Regions from separate parts of the Bicyclus anynana genome. Here region 2 is linked to region 1. A link is a contact called in public Hi-C data. All regions are on one chromosome and are shown on one strand. Each heading gives the region's core, a stretch centred on a gene start, on an enhancer-like site or on the middle of the called end of the contact. The rest is flanking DNA. Distances are from core to core; before and after follow the strand shown. Region 1 holds the start of LOC112045427 (F-box/LRR-repeat protein 14). Region 2 overlaps LOC128198848 (ELKS/Rab6-interacting/CAST family member 1-like).

The links. A called contact is a pair of places that touch in the nucleus more often than the background predicts.
Region 2: a contact with region 1 is called in a Hi-C map of whole larva, with 4 times the contacts expected there. The contact joins the enhancer-like site here to the promoter of LOC112045427 in region 1. A contact is called at or near these places in 2 of 2 Hi-C or Micro-C datasets (whole body and whole larva).

What each region holds. Positions count from the first base shown.
Region 1 is chr2:2,701,982-2,708,445 of ilBicAnyn1.1, reverse strand. It overlaps LOC112045427 (F-box/LRR-repeat protein 14), which reads right to left and starts at 3,570. Exons shown (of 1, transcript XM_024081596.2): 1 at 1-3,570. The coding sequence starts at 3,367. The coding sequence ends at 2,039.
Region 2 is chr2:2,802,402-2,808,865 of ilBicAnyn1.1, reverse strand. LOC128198848 (ELKS/Rab6-interacting/CAST family member 1-like) reads left to right here. Exons shown (of 5, transcript XM_052886177.1): 5 at 1-1,338. Among protein-coding and RNA genes, the nearest start is that of LOC128198848, 10 kb to the left of the region's middle. Within about 2 kb of position 2,520, at least 8 of the 8 cell types and tissues checked have open chromatin away from gene starts, as enhancers often do.

The DNA of each region.
Region 1 (6,464 bases), core at 2,321-4,820:
AAAACTATGAACATGTAGGTAGGTATAGATTCTAATTATTTACACGTTCTTTGTGATCTAGTTTATTGACTTAAGGCTGGAATAGTAACTTTTCTAGTTATTAAAATATAACACTTGAATAGCGTAATTTACTTAGTTTTTTGCAAGGAAACTCTAAAATCAAGGTTACTTGATGAAATTTACAAACATTTTGCGCACAACAAAATACAATAAAAGAACAATTTGAAGATGGAAGACAATTTTTACACTTATAAACGAAGTTAATGCCTACCTAAATAATTATACTCGACATAGATTTTTAAAGTTATGTCTTCTTTTTGAGCGCAAAAATAATTTTAGGGAGTAATTTTAACATTTATTTCAGAAATAGTGTCACCAACTGTGTTGATATACCTACCTACCTACGCATCTAAATCTAAATTTTACTCAAAATGGATTAAATTGATGCGTTTTTTCTCGTGTAAAAGCCGAGAGATCGTTCTTAACTATAAGCCAGTTAAGTTATTGGCGATTTTCTACTATGATGGAAAAAAATTGACAAAATGAAATAGTAATAAAAATGTGATGCTCGCAAAATTTTAGTCTCCGACAGTCTAACTTTGATGCATTTTTTTTCTTGTTTGTAAGCTGAGTGATTGTTCTTAACTATAAGCCAGTCAAGTTATTGGCAATTTTCTATTATGATGGAAAGAATTTCTGACAAAAATAAAAAAGGAATAGAAAAGTGTTGCTCGCAAAATTTTTAAAATCTCCGACAGTCTAGCTTCTAAACAAATTTGACTAAAAATGGGCCAAATTGATGCGTTTTTTCTTGTTTGAAAGCTGAGTGTTCTGAGAGTTCTTAGCTACAAGCCAGTCAAGTTATTGGCGATTTTCTACTACGATGGAAAGAATTTCTGACAAAAAAAAGAATAGAAAAGTCTTGCTCGCAAAATTTTTAAAAATCTCCGAGATTCATGAATAGCTAGGTATAATTCATTTCATCATCATCATGAGCAAAATTGTGCGAGCAACACTTTTCTAATGTCAGTCACTGACGATCACGTAATCTCACATGCCTGCAGCACTAACGGCTTGACAGGCGATAAAACTGATCGTGTGTTGGTCGCGATGCGCATGACATCATGCAGATCGCGACCAACACACAATCAATTTTATCGGACGTCAAGCCATTAACACTACAGGCATGTAAGATTACTCAAATTTACTTTTTGGATTACTTGATCTACTTTGGCTGACATAAGAAGTTCTACTTAGCTAGCAATATGGAATGTAACATTTAAATCAATATACAAACATACATATTATACAATATTTATTAATATAGATGAATATACAGATATTTTGATCGTAACAGCTTTCTGAACATCAGTGCCACCAAACATACTTATTGAGGAAACATTAACAAATTGCTATTTCCCAATGCGCATGGTCGAATTAAAAATAATAATAATTAGAAGAATGGCTAAGTATCTACCTAATGGAGCAATTATAATAAAAAAACTAGACCTTTTCGTAATCGCTAACAAATTGCTTTTGACAAATAAAGTAGGTAGGTACATTTTATGTATAATAGTCATACTAATTCGGTAGGTACTTATTATACTTTAACTAACGCAAGAATTACTTAGTGTCCGACTCAATGAGTCGATATTCTTGTTCATTACTTCCGGAAATCCAGAAAAATAGACAGCTTTTAACAATAATACATGTAAGACATAGTTTGAATACAAATATATATGCGACAAAAAGATCTAGCTTTTATTGCGACTAGGCGTCGGGGCAACCTTCTTACAATAACTCAATAACTCAACTAAAACGGACATTAAAAAAAATCACAGTTCATTTCCAACAATCATCCAACGATAACTCAACTTGCTAAAAACAGAACGAGAAAGCAACCCCGTTTCCTAACTATTAATATCTTATAATTGGTTAATTCCATAATCGCTGTCCAGTATACAACCTTGACGGTTCCTTCAGTTCAACATGGCGTCGCACTCACACACTCACAACACAACACAGACTAGTGTGGTGGTCACCGCACATGCCACAACCCGAGGTTGAGTACACTGAGCCGCGGCAACTTCACGATATGGTCCAAGCCCTGCGGCGTGATGCACGTGCATCCGTACAGGTCTATCGCCTTCAGGTTGCGGAGGCCTTCCCCCAGCGCGCGCAGGCCTCGGTCGGTGACGCGCGTGCACTGTCCGATGTTGAGCGTCTCCAGCTGCGACAGCCTCGCGACTCTCTCGAGGCCTTCGTCGGTCAAGCGGCAGGCGCTCAGCGATAGCGAGCGGAGCCCCGACAGCCCCAACGTCGCGTGCGAGAGGGCCTCGTCCCCGACTTTGTCGCAGAACGACACGTCTAGAGCCCTCAGTCTTCCGCTCTCCGCCAGGTGAGCGACGCCGGCGTCGGACACCCCATCGCACGCCCTCAGATTGACATCCTCTAAATGCGAGAGTCGAGCTAAATGCCTCAACCCGGCGTCAGTCACCGCCACGCAAAACGACAGGTTGATCGACTTCAGTTTCGGAAGCCCCGTAGCGGCGTGCTTCAATGCTTCGTCCGTCAACCTCTGGCAGTCTTGTAGTCCCAAATGCTCCAACTCGGGGGTCCCTCTCGCCTCCCCGCCGCCGCACAGGTGCGCTATGCCGTCATCGTTCACATGCCAGCACGACCTCAGGTTCAGACGGCGCAATTTCCGCAGACCCCACGCGATTAAGAGTAGTCCTGTATCGGTTATATTGCAGCAGCCGCCCAGTTCCAACTCTTCCAAATTCTTTAATGACTGCGCTATTCTGCCGAGGGATGAATCCGTGACCTGTTTACACAGCGAGAGATCTAACCGTCGGAGCGCTGGTAGTTCAGCCGCGAAGGCGCTTGCGAGTGCCGCATCGGTGACGCTGTAGCAGCCGCTGAGAGACAGGGACTCCAGGCCGGGTAAAGCGGCGACCGCATCTCGGAGGCCGCGCCGCAGGGACAGAACCTGTAGTTTCCGCACGCCTCGTCTCGCCAGGGAAGCGAACAGCACGGGCGCCGGCCTCCTCAGATGCAAGGCGGCCTCCACTCCGCGCCACACGGAGCGCCGGTCGGCCGCGTCGCGCCACGCGCGGCACACCTGAGCCGCCCGTCCCCTGTCCCGCACCGGCAACCGCTCGAATATCAGCGCCAGCAGCTCGGGGTAGAGCCGCGAGATGTGGGTGCCTTGCTCTGGCGCGGGCTCGGGGACGTGCGCCGCTGGTAAGTGCGGCCGGTGGAGCCTGTAAGGCGCGGTGCGATTCTTCCGCCTCGTCGTGCTCGGCAGCTCGGTCAGGCCGAGCCGGTCGTCGCGCCAGGACAACACTTCCTCCGTCCACGCACTCATCGCACTACACTATGGCAATACACATCGCAACGGACCGGTTTTCGGTGAAATCGAGCGGGAAGCGAGCGAGCGACCGTCCCGCTCGGCATTCAGACGTGCACTGGCGGCGGAGAGCGGCCCCCGCCCGCCGCTCGCTCGCTATTGGTCGCGCTCGGCGGCACGTGACGCGCGACGTATCGATTCGGAGGCTCTGCGGCGGCATTTTTAAGTTGGCGGGCCGAGAGCCCGCCTTCGTCCCGCGCGGCCCGCTACGCCCGTCTCACAGAATATGCAGTCTACAGATATTACACATTACACAACCTATATTTGCAACGAAAGTATTCTATTTTATCGCATTTAAATAAAAGCATTTTTCTCATAATATCTACTATAGTAATCGAAGTATGTTACTTTAATTTAGATTTGTAGCTCTAACACTTACAAGCAATTAAATTCATTTGATATGATCAACTGTCATAATTTCTTTCTATCCTTCGGGATCAGTAAATTTTGTTTTAACGAAATATAGTTTGTTCTTTTCTGTACCTACTCCTGATAAAGCTTATGCAAAATTGCATGACGATTTTTTCGAGTAATTAAGACGATTGAGTCATAATAATAATCAAACGTATGTACTTAGTATAACACATAGCATTTCCATTATTTCTTCGGATATTTATTTCACTTCGTTAATAATTATTTTACATACGTAACCTATGCAGTAATTATGTTTAACATCAATTTTGAAAATTAAGGAAGAACAAAAATCATTCTTAATTAATGTAATCTATCATGTACCTAGTGTATGTAACTGACCTTACAATCAAGCTCGCTTAGAACTTGAACCTTTAGGCATGAAACTGTTCGTATTTCCACCGTATATTCTATGACCACAGTGATAAGGCGGCAAAACAACTCAGCGCGCCGTATATTTTCGTTCGCGTTGCACTTGCCGACGGCTTAGGACCACTTTATCAAGAGCCCTATCTCTGGCCGCGACAGCCTCTATGAGTATGACATAAGGAAACTGCGGAGCTATGACACGGGTCACACAAACTGGGCGCCTGATAACATCAGCCAACTATTACAAGGGCAACCGGTTGCTGGCTGAATATCATATTCGAAATTCGAATTGAATCGGCCCAGAAAGGAACCGCGGCGTAAGCTACTTAAAATTTAAGTTTTTTACGAGGTTTGCTTTTTAATTTCTCTACTTACTAGGGTACTTAGATTATTTATTGATCTCCAGCACTATTGCTTAGTCTACTAGTATCCATAAGAACCGTAATTATTGGTACCTAAATACGTAAATATGTTGAATGAGAGTTGTAGATGAAATCTGAGATTATAGACAATTAAATAGATATAGATAATGTTGCATACCTTTATAACATTTTTTATACTGCAAATTATAGTTCCTGTAATTTGCAGTATAAAAAATGTTTGATTAGTTTACTATGCGACTAAATGAAATTAAGACAATTAGCCACCATGGTGCGCCTCAGTTACGACGCACTAGTAAGTAAGATAGATTTTATAATATCTCTATTATATTTATAGTCTTTGGCTCTTTGGTCCAGTCCAATCACACAAACGTCCACCTAAAACGTATTTTTAAACCGACTTTAAAAATAGAAGGCGGTTCTTTTCGAGTCTGTGTTATTTTTTGTATAGGTATACCTACTTGTACGCGAATTAAAAACTATGTACATAAATAATAAATATATAATATACCTAAGTATAAAATATACATAAATATATAAGTACTTAAACTCAAAATTGTGCATGTGTGCGCTCAATGGAGTAACTAAATTCGGATCACTTTTTTGCGGTGATTTTGTAGGCGCGTAACATGTCTTTAGTATAAAATGTCATTGACTGGACCCTTGAAACCTGCCATCTTTCAAAGTCACCATACCTAAAAAACGTAACTAAATTATTATATGTATAAGTATTATATTATTTACAGTTACGTCTTTTATACATATGATTTAGGTACAGCTATAAACAAATACTTTGAACTGTTTTGAAATGTTTTTATCTTATAGTAAAAATAGTGATACGTAATTACTGAGAGATTTGCAAAAAATAACCTCCAAAAGAGCTAACTTAAAAGTCAGATTATTACAAACTCCCGTCGAGTATCTTGTTTATTTTTTCAAAACATATTTCTAGGCACATTTTAATGTATTGCAGTGACTTTGAGACGCAGTATAGTTATTATTATAGCCGAGTTTCCATACAAAAGACGGCATTCTCCTTTCAACCTTCCTAAAATGAGATTATGTCTATTGCAGTCTTTCGGTCCATTAAGGATAACGGCAAACTACTTATTTAAAATTAAAATAAACATTTCCATACCACTATGGTTAATATTCCATAAGGCACCTACCGGCTTTATAATTATTATTAAAAAACAAAATAAAAATAAGTCGGCCATGTTTAAATTATAATACAGGTATACCTACCTACAGTGTGATTCACACACAGACAATTTTGTTTTAACATAACAGAATAGGAAGCATATAAAAATTAAGCAAAAATACACTTACTGTGCTTAATAATAAAGCAGAAAATAGATTAGCAATATGGACTATTCACAGAATCATCGAATTTGTTATCGACTTTGAAATATATATCTTATGACAATGCAATTGAGTTGAAAATCATCTGCATTTTAAAGCAGATAACAATGACACTTCAATGAAATATGAAACGTATTTTCATTATTTTATGGTTTAAATTTGTATGATATTGGAATGAGTAAACATAAAATGTAAATCAGCTGTTGTGAGTGTGTGCGTGTGGAACGTCGTGCGTGCAGTAGAGCCGGCCGTTCCACTTGACTCGTTCTGTTTTTGAAATTACGTTTTTTTTAACCGTTGAGAAATAGATTTACAATTATAATTTTATAGGGACACAATTTTATATCTACACATCTTAAAAAGCATTCTATCGATTTTTGATAGAACTAAATATTTATTTACAATACTTTTCTGGGTTTCAGCTTTTTTGGAATTTTTGTACTTATACCAACCTCATCATAGACCTCGGAAAGTGAGTTGAAACAAAATGATAGTCGTTCGGCAGGTAACATTAGAAGCAAGATGCTATATAG
Region 2 (6,464 bases), core at 1,271-3,770, 100 kb before region 1:
TGTGATTTTGATAGCTGAACGTCCGCTCATTGTTAAACACGTTGAATGAAAGTTGTTGAAAACTTTTGTGAATTCGCGGGAATAAATAGCCACTTTCCGTTTCGGCAGCTGAATACCGTATTTTATATCGAATATGTATCTTGAGCTTTTATATATGTCTTTACAACTGCATCGCGTTTGTGATGCGATGATCGGCGTGTAAGAAATCCAATTTGTGAATATTATTTACTCCTAAGTATTTGACACGGAATAGTTAATACGAACAGTGGTTACAATTCATACGAAAATGTCAATGTGCATAGTATTATTTTATTAAGTTTTAAGAATAAAAAACAGTGGTATTTCTATTCATGCCAGTTTATTCGTAACTGTTATTAAATTCATGCCTTAACCATTAAGCTTAACAAATCAAGATAATAGTGAGAAAATTTTAAAAATAAATTGTAATAATTCTTCTACATTGACTAGAAATCGTATAAAGTTGACCTACTGTTAGTATCTAAACTGTGGTAATAAGTTTAGCCTAGTCAAATTAAATCCTTAATAAAATGTTATTATAATATCATATTTTTATTATTGCTGTTTTAGGCAAAAGCTTTAAATAACGCCATTTTCCCAATTTCATAAATTGGATTTTATTGGAGCCGAATTATAATAATAACATCGAAAGATCTCAATTTATGCTATTTTACTATTACAAGGACCATGGCCACTTTCTCAATAATAATAGTTAGTATATGTGTAAAGCTATGAAAATATTACATAAAAACTGATTACGTAAAGCTTATAATTAATCTTTTGAAATATCTAAATTTCCGTTCTGAAACGATCATTAGAAAGTCTTTTTTTGTAACAGTGGGTTATCAGTTTTCGGGTCCAAAATGGCCATCGTCCTTCTTAGCCGTTAAGCTGTCAATTCTTCAACAATTATGCTGGAAAACTAAATAAACAGTTTAAAATAATAAATGGAGTTGGCAAACTGGCTTTTTATACTTGATACATGTCGCTGAAACTTAGTAGGTATATTGTATTAATGGTAGGTTGGGCATAGACAAGCTGCAAGGCTCCGTTGAAATCGGAATTTCGAATGTGTTCGAATTTTAAATTTAAAAAAATCCGTTGTCAACTCAGCGTTGCAGCTTAATTTTTTGTATTGAATCAAGTGTGTAGAAAATTGTATGATCACAATAATAATGGTATTAAAATGATATTAGTTACTTGTTATTATTATTATAATGGTATTAAGCCGTGGGTCGCTGTTTCACACGTTGTATTGACCGAAACTATGCTGAAAATATAAGGTACATGTTCTTTGAAAATATAATATCTTCATATAATACAAAATGTGTGTTTTTATCCGCTCTACTCCCCTTTTCTTTTAATATTTAGATACCTACCAACATCGGCTAGACAACAGTATAAAATAACTTGTTGGTGTATAGCTTTAGTTATATTTTGATTTTTGATGGTTGGGATTGGTTGAAATGATCACGTAAGAAAGTTAAGATCGGTATCCACGGATCGTGAGACCACAGATCACTTTAGACTAGAAACGTGAGACTAATGTTTGTATTCGTATACAAATCGTTTTATAAGTATGATTATTGATTAAGTATATCCGAGTATATACAAGGTATACCTATATCCGCAAATACACATAAGTTTCGGCACATCACATCACTAATTCGATTAGACTATTGTATTAAGCTATTCTAGGTTGTTTGAGTTTGTCTGAAAGGTTTAAAACGTCGTACCTATTACCTATCAACAACAATATATAATTATATAATTATAGGTAAACATTTTATGATAAAGCGCCACCTAGCAGCTAATAGAAAGAAATTCTGTTTCTTCTACTGTACAATAGATGGCAGTATATGTTTATTAATAAATAGTTCTAAAGATATTATTTTTGTAAATATGTTTTTTTTTTATTAGGTTCGAATCCCAAGTCGGTATTTTCTGTCTTCTCAAAATTCTCAGTTCTGGGATTGTTGAAGCTAAGAAGGTACACCGCATGTCTCTGGAAGTGAAAACTCACACTTTACAAGACGGAGATTCTGGGTTCGATCCCCGGCTGGGCCGATTGGGGTTTTCTTAATTGGTCCAGGTCTGGCTGGTGGGAGGCTTCGCCCATGGCTAGTTAGGTACCACCCTACCGGCAAAAACGTACCGCCAAGTGATTTAGCGTTCCGGTACGATGTCACGTAGAAACCGAAAGGGGTGTGGATTTTCAACTCCTCCTAACAAGTTACCCCTCTTCCACTTTAGATTGGATCATTACTTGCCATCGTGTGAGTTTGTAGTCAAGGGCTAACATATAAAGAATAAAAAATAAAAAAAGCTAAACCGTTGATTTCAGTCATTATCAATAAGGTACAAAATGAAAAAAATACTGACCTCCACGCTCCATATCCCCTCCTAAAAAAGGAGGGAGGCCTAGCCTTGTAGTAGGCCGTTATAATAGTCTGACAATGATGACTGGTAGGTTTATAGATGTATATTCGCTCGTGCACTGCGCCGCCATGTCGCCGGAAGTGACGCCGGATACAGGTGCGTGCGAGTTCCGGTCGGAGTGAGCGCGACAACGTCATGACGAGAGACCCATTATTGTGTTGGTTTCACTTTTACTGTGCAAGGGTTAATTTCTTTTTTACAAGCAAAAAGCTTTGCCTCAAGTACATTTAGTTTGGATGATATTTGTTTAAAAAAAAAAATTAATTATCAATCTAAGTTAATCTGTAGGTAGGTATAGTCGGACGCAAACTTTATGTCGTATCAGAAATAAGGTGCGAGTGAAGGTAAGTCAAAACAAACAGACAAACAAACCTAACGTTTCAAATGTGTTTGTAAACTAAATATATCATTCAAATATATCATTCAAAATAATAATGAATTTTTAATTTCTTTAAAAACGGCTTTTTACACTTTATTGATAAATTTAGATTTAGCGCTTCAATAGCTCTAAGGTTTTTGCGGTTATTAGGTATACAAATAGCGGGTTCGATTACCGCGTACAACTTGTATCGTACCACAATCAGGCACCCTTTTTACAATATTGAAACCCTCAAGCTAAATCTAAGACAGTCTATAATTTGATACAATACCTTTCCATATCTGCATTTAATTATAAAAAAAAGCATTAGCATACAAAACTATACTCTATTAATTACACGATAAAGTTCAAAATAGTTTCATACCAACAAAAGGCCATACCACCAATTATGCAATTTGATTCAAATTTACGACAACTCAAAGTGGTTATAAATAACTGAGAAAAAATCACCATCTAATCTATTTTTAATCCGTCCGTCATTCCCGTAACTGACTCTGCATTAGACATTGATAAAATTCACTTTACTAAAACAGTGTAATGCTATCTTATTCATGTCCCATAAGAACCAAGTGCCTTGTTTATTGTGTTCTGTTATTTTGATTTGGTTAACTCAAAAATTTTTTTCAAAATTCAAATTAATTTTGATCAGTGCATTGAAGACACAAACACGTGGTCTCATGTATTTATTATTATAAAATTTCTTTAGCACCAAACTCTAAAAAGAGAACGGCGTCCAATTTTCCGCAATTTTGTCAACTGAAAATAAAAATATTTGGAAAATGTCCATATTTGCATGCCTCTAAAAACTCAATAAACAAATCTAGAACAACTAATTAATATGCCTCTTCAAAGCTGCAGTAATCTGCGCTGCAAAGGCTCGCTCGGTAGACCATTTTTTCACGCTCTTTCTTAGGCAGTGGTTTAACTTGATCCTCAAAGTAATCATTTTAGGAGCGCCGAAAACTTACTGCCACTGAGGGAAAAAACGCGTAAGCAGTTTTTACTTTTGACCTTCAGCTTATGCCATTTTTTGTTACCTATTATGACAAGAATTGGCATCCTTTTGTTGTCAATGTCCTGTCGACTCGCACAAAACGTTTCGCATCGACGTTTCTATTAAGAAAAGCGAAGATGTGTTTCCTAACACTTATGATTTGTGCACCTTCAAGACAAGAATGAATAGGTATTTTCTAGGCAAATGCGCTCCAACCTCGACCTCATCATTGCTTTCCACCAGGCATGATTGTAGTCAAGCGCAAGTCTATTATAAATAAAAAAAAAAGAAAACAATAAAAATCCTGAATGGGTCGAATCAACCAGCTATAACGTAAGTATATATGTATAGGATTTACAGCGATTTCGTCTGCCCCGGGCGTCTGTCCGTCCGACGCGATAATTATAATAATGCGGAGGGAAGGTGGAGCGGTCGTGCGATGCCGACAGTTTAAACGAAATTGCGAGACCTTGGCGAGTTTTACAAGTTTTTGCGATATTCGTAACTAGCACGATGCCCGCGACTTCGTCTCGAAAACACTGGCTCTTAACTAAAAAATATATATATAAAACCTACCTACCTACTTCCCAGTGTACAACCTCTCCCTTTTTGGAAAAATAAATGGGCTTTTAAAAAATCCTGCTTTCCATTCCTTTTCCTTTTTAACCAACTTGCAATTTTTAACCAACTTAAAAAAGGAGGAGATTATCGTTCTTTTTTTTATTCTTTACAAGTTACACCAAGACCTGAACCAATTAAGAAAACCTGAATCTGCCCAGCCGGGGATCGAACCCACGACCTCCGTCATGTAAATCCACCGTGCAAACCACTGCGTTACGGAAGCCGTCTAAACTGGCGCAGTTTTGAAAAAGTCTATGTTTTTTTATTTTCTTTTAGCTAAGTTCGATTTTATTATATTCGTGTTTTCTATTATTTCGTAGAAGCTTATCACTGGACGAATTATTAATTCTTTGGAAACTAGATAGTAGATACCTATACATATATTTTATTTATGGGTGTTTATTAAGTACTTCTTCTTCATAAATACCTACTACTCTTAAAAAACCATATAACGACTTAACATAATTATAAATGGATCTGGATGAAAGTCTGGTCTGGTACCATAGCCACAGAAATCATATGTACAAGTACCATAGCTTTAATTTTAAGTTTGCAGCTTGACTTAACCTTTTTTTACTTCATAAAAAACTACGAGTAGGTATGCGTAAGTATATTATGTTAATATTTTTGAACTCAACTTACTTAATATTGGTGACGTCAAAGGCATGATAAATACGAATTTCATGTGGACATTGAATGTGGTGACACATTACTGTCACGCACACATGCATAGATACGCAGCAGTACTTATCAGAGTGTGGGAATAATGCAATAATGTCGGTTCACATTAACAACGATTTCTGTGCGGTTTATGAGCGCGAGTGACATCTTAGAAAGATACCTACTTACTATTTTTCATATGTTTTTATAAATTTTACAGACGCTCTGCGGTTTCTTCCGCGTAGGTGCCGTTCGCGTAGGAATATGGGGATAAAATATAGCCTATTGCACTCGGGGAATAGTGTAGGTGGGAAGCTACACTATCCCCGAATAAGCTAACTAAGCTAAAAGAGTAACTGTTTCCCAACAGAGAAAGAATTTTACAAATCGATTTAGTAGTGCAGTATATGTCAACAGCCTCGGCTGTCAATAGGTTAGTCTATAAATACAAGCCTCGGACAAGAAGGGGCATTTGCACTTGGGTGCTATAGTAGTGCGTGTTACTAAGTAGATTCCGTGTTCAACCCAGTGGACGTAATTAAACTAGTGATCAACTGATCATCGGAGAGTACGCAAACAAGTAGTATCGGCGCCTATTCAATGCAAACAAACAATCAAATCTTTCCTTTTTATAATATTAGTATCTATAGATTATTCAACTTTGCCTGTTTGTCTCCTCTATTTTATTTCATAGGTGCTGAGTTCGATCCTTGCTCGTTAGACTTTTGCTGTCGTATCCATTTCTAGCTTGTTAGGATTCAGAAAGAGAATATTGATCAAAAAAAATATATTTATGGCTACCTTATTTGAAAAAAAAAATAAAGAAAACACTCGATGAGTTTACTACATCATTATTTCAGGCATATGTAAATTACTATTTATTATCTGAGTTTATAATACTTATACTGTTCTTGTGTAGTAAGTTTCTGACTTTGTTGACTGGAATGGATTCTTGCGTTTACAACCAAGCACAAGCACCACAAGTAATATGTAAATGAATGTTAACTAAATAAAACCTTCTTTCTATTTCTCAGCCTCATCTTCTATTTTAAAAAGATAACAAAAGCCGAGGCCAATATTGTGACATCTGAAAACCCCTTTACAATCTGTTATATCTATGTTATAATACCTACATATAATTATACGTATATACTACATATACACCGAGTTTTATATGAAACGTATATAGATGCTACAGTTACAACCAGTAAAACAACTTTCGTTTTAATATTTCAAATTATACAGATTAATATCAACTTTAATGTAATAGCAGTAAAGCATAGAATTCCCTGATGATATACGTTATGACAAAATTACGACAGTATAGATACAATATGTCGAACAGATAGTTTA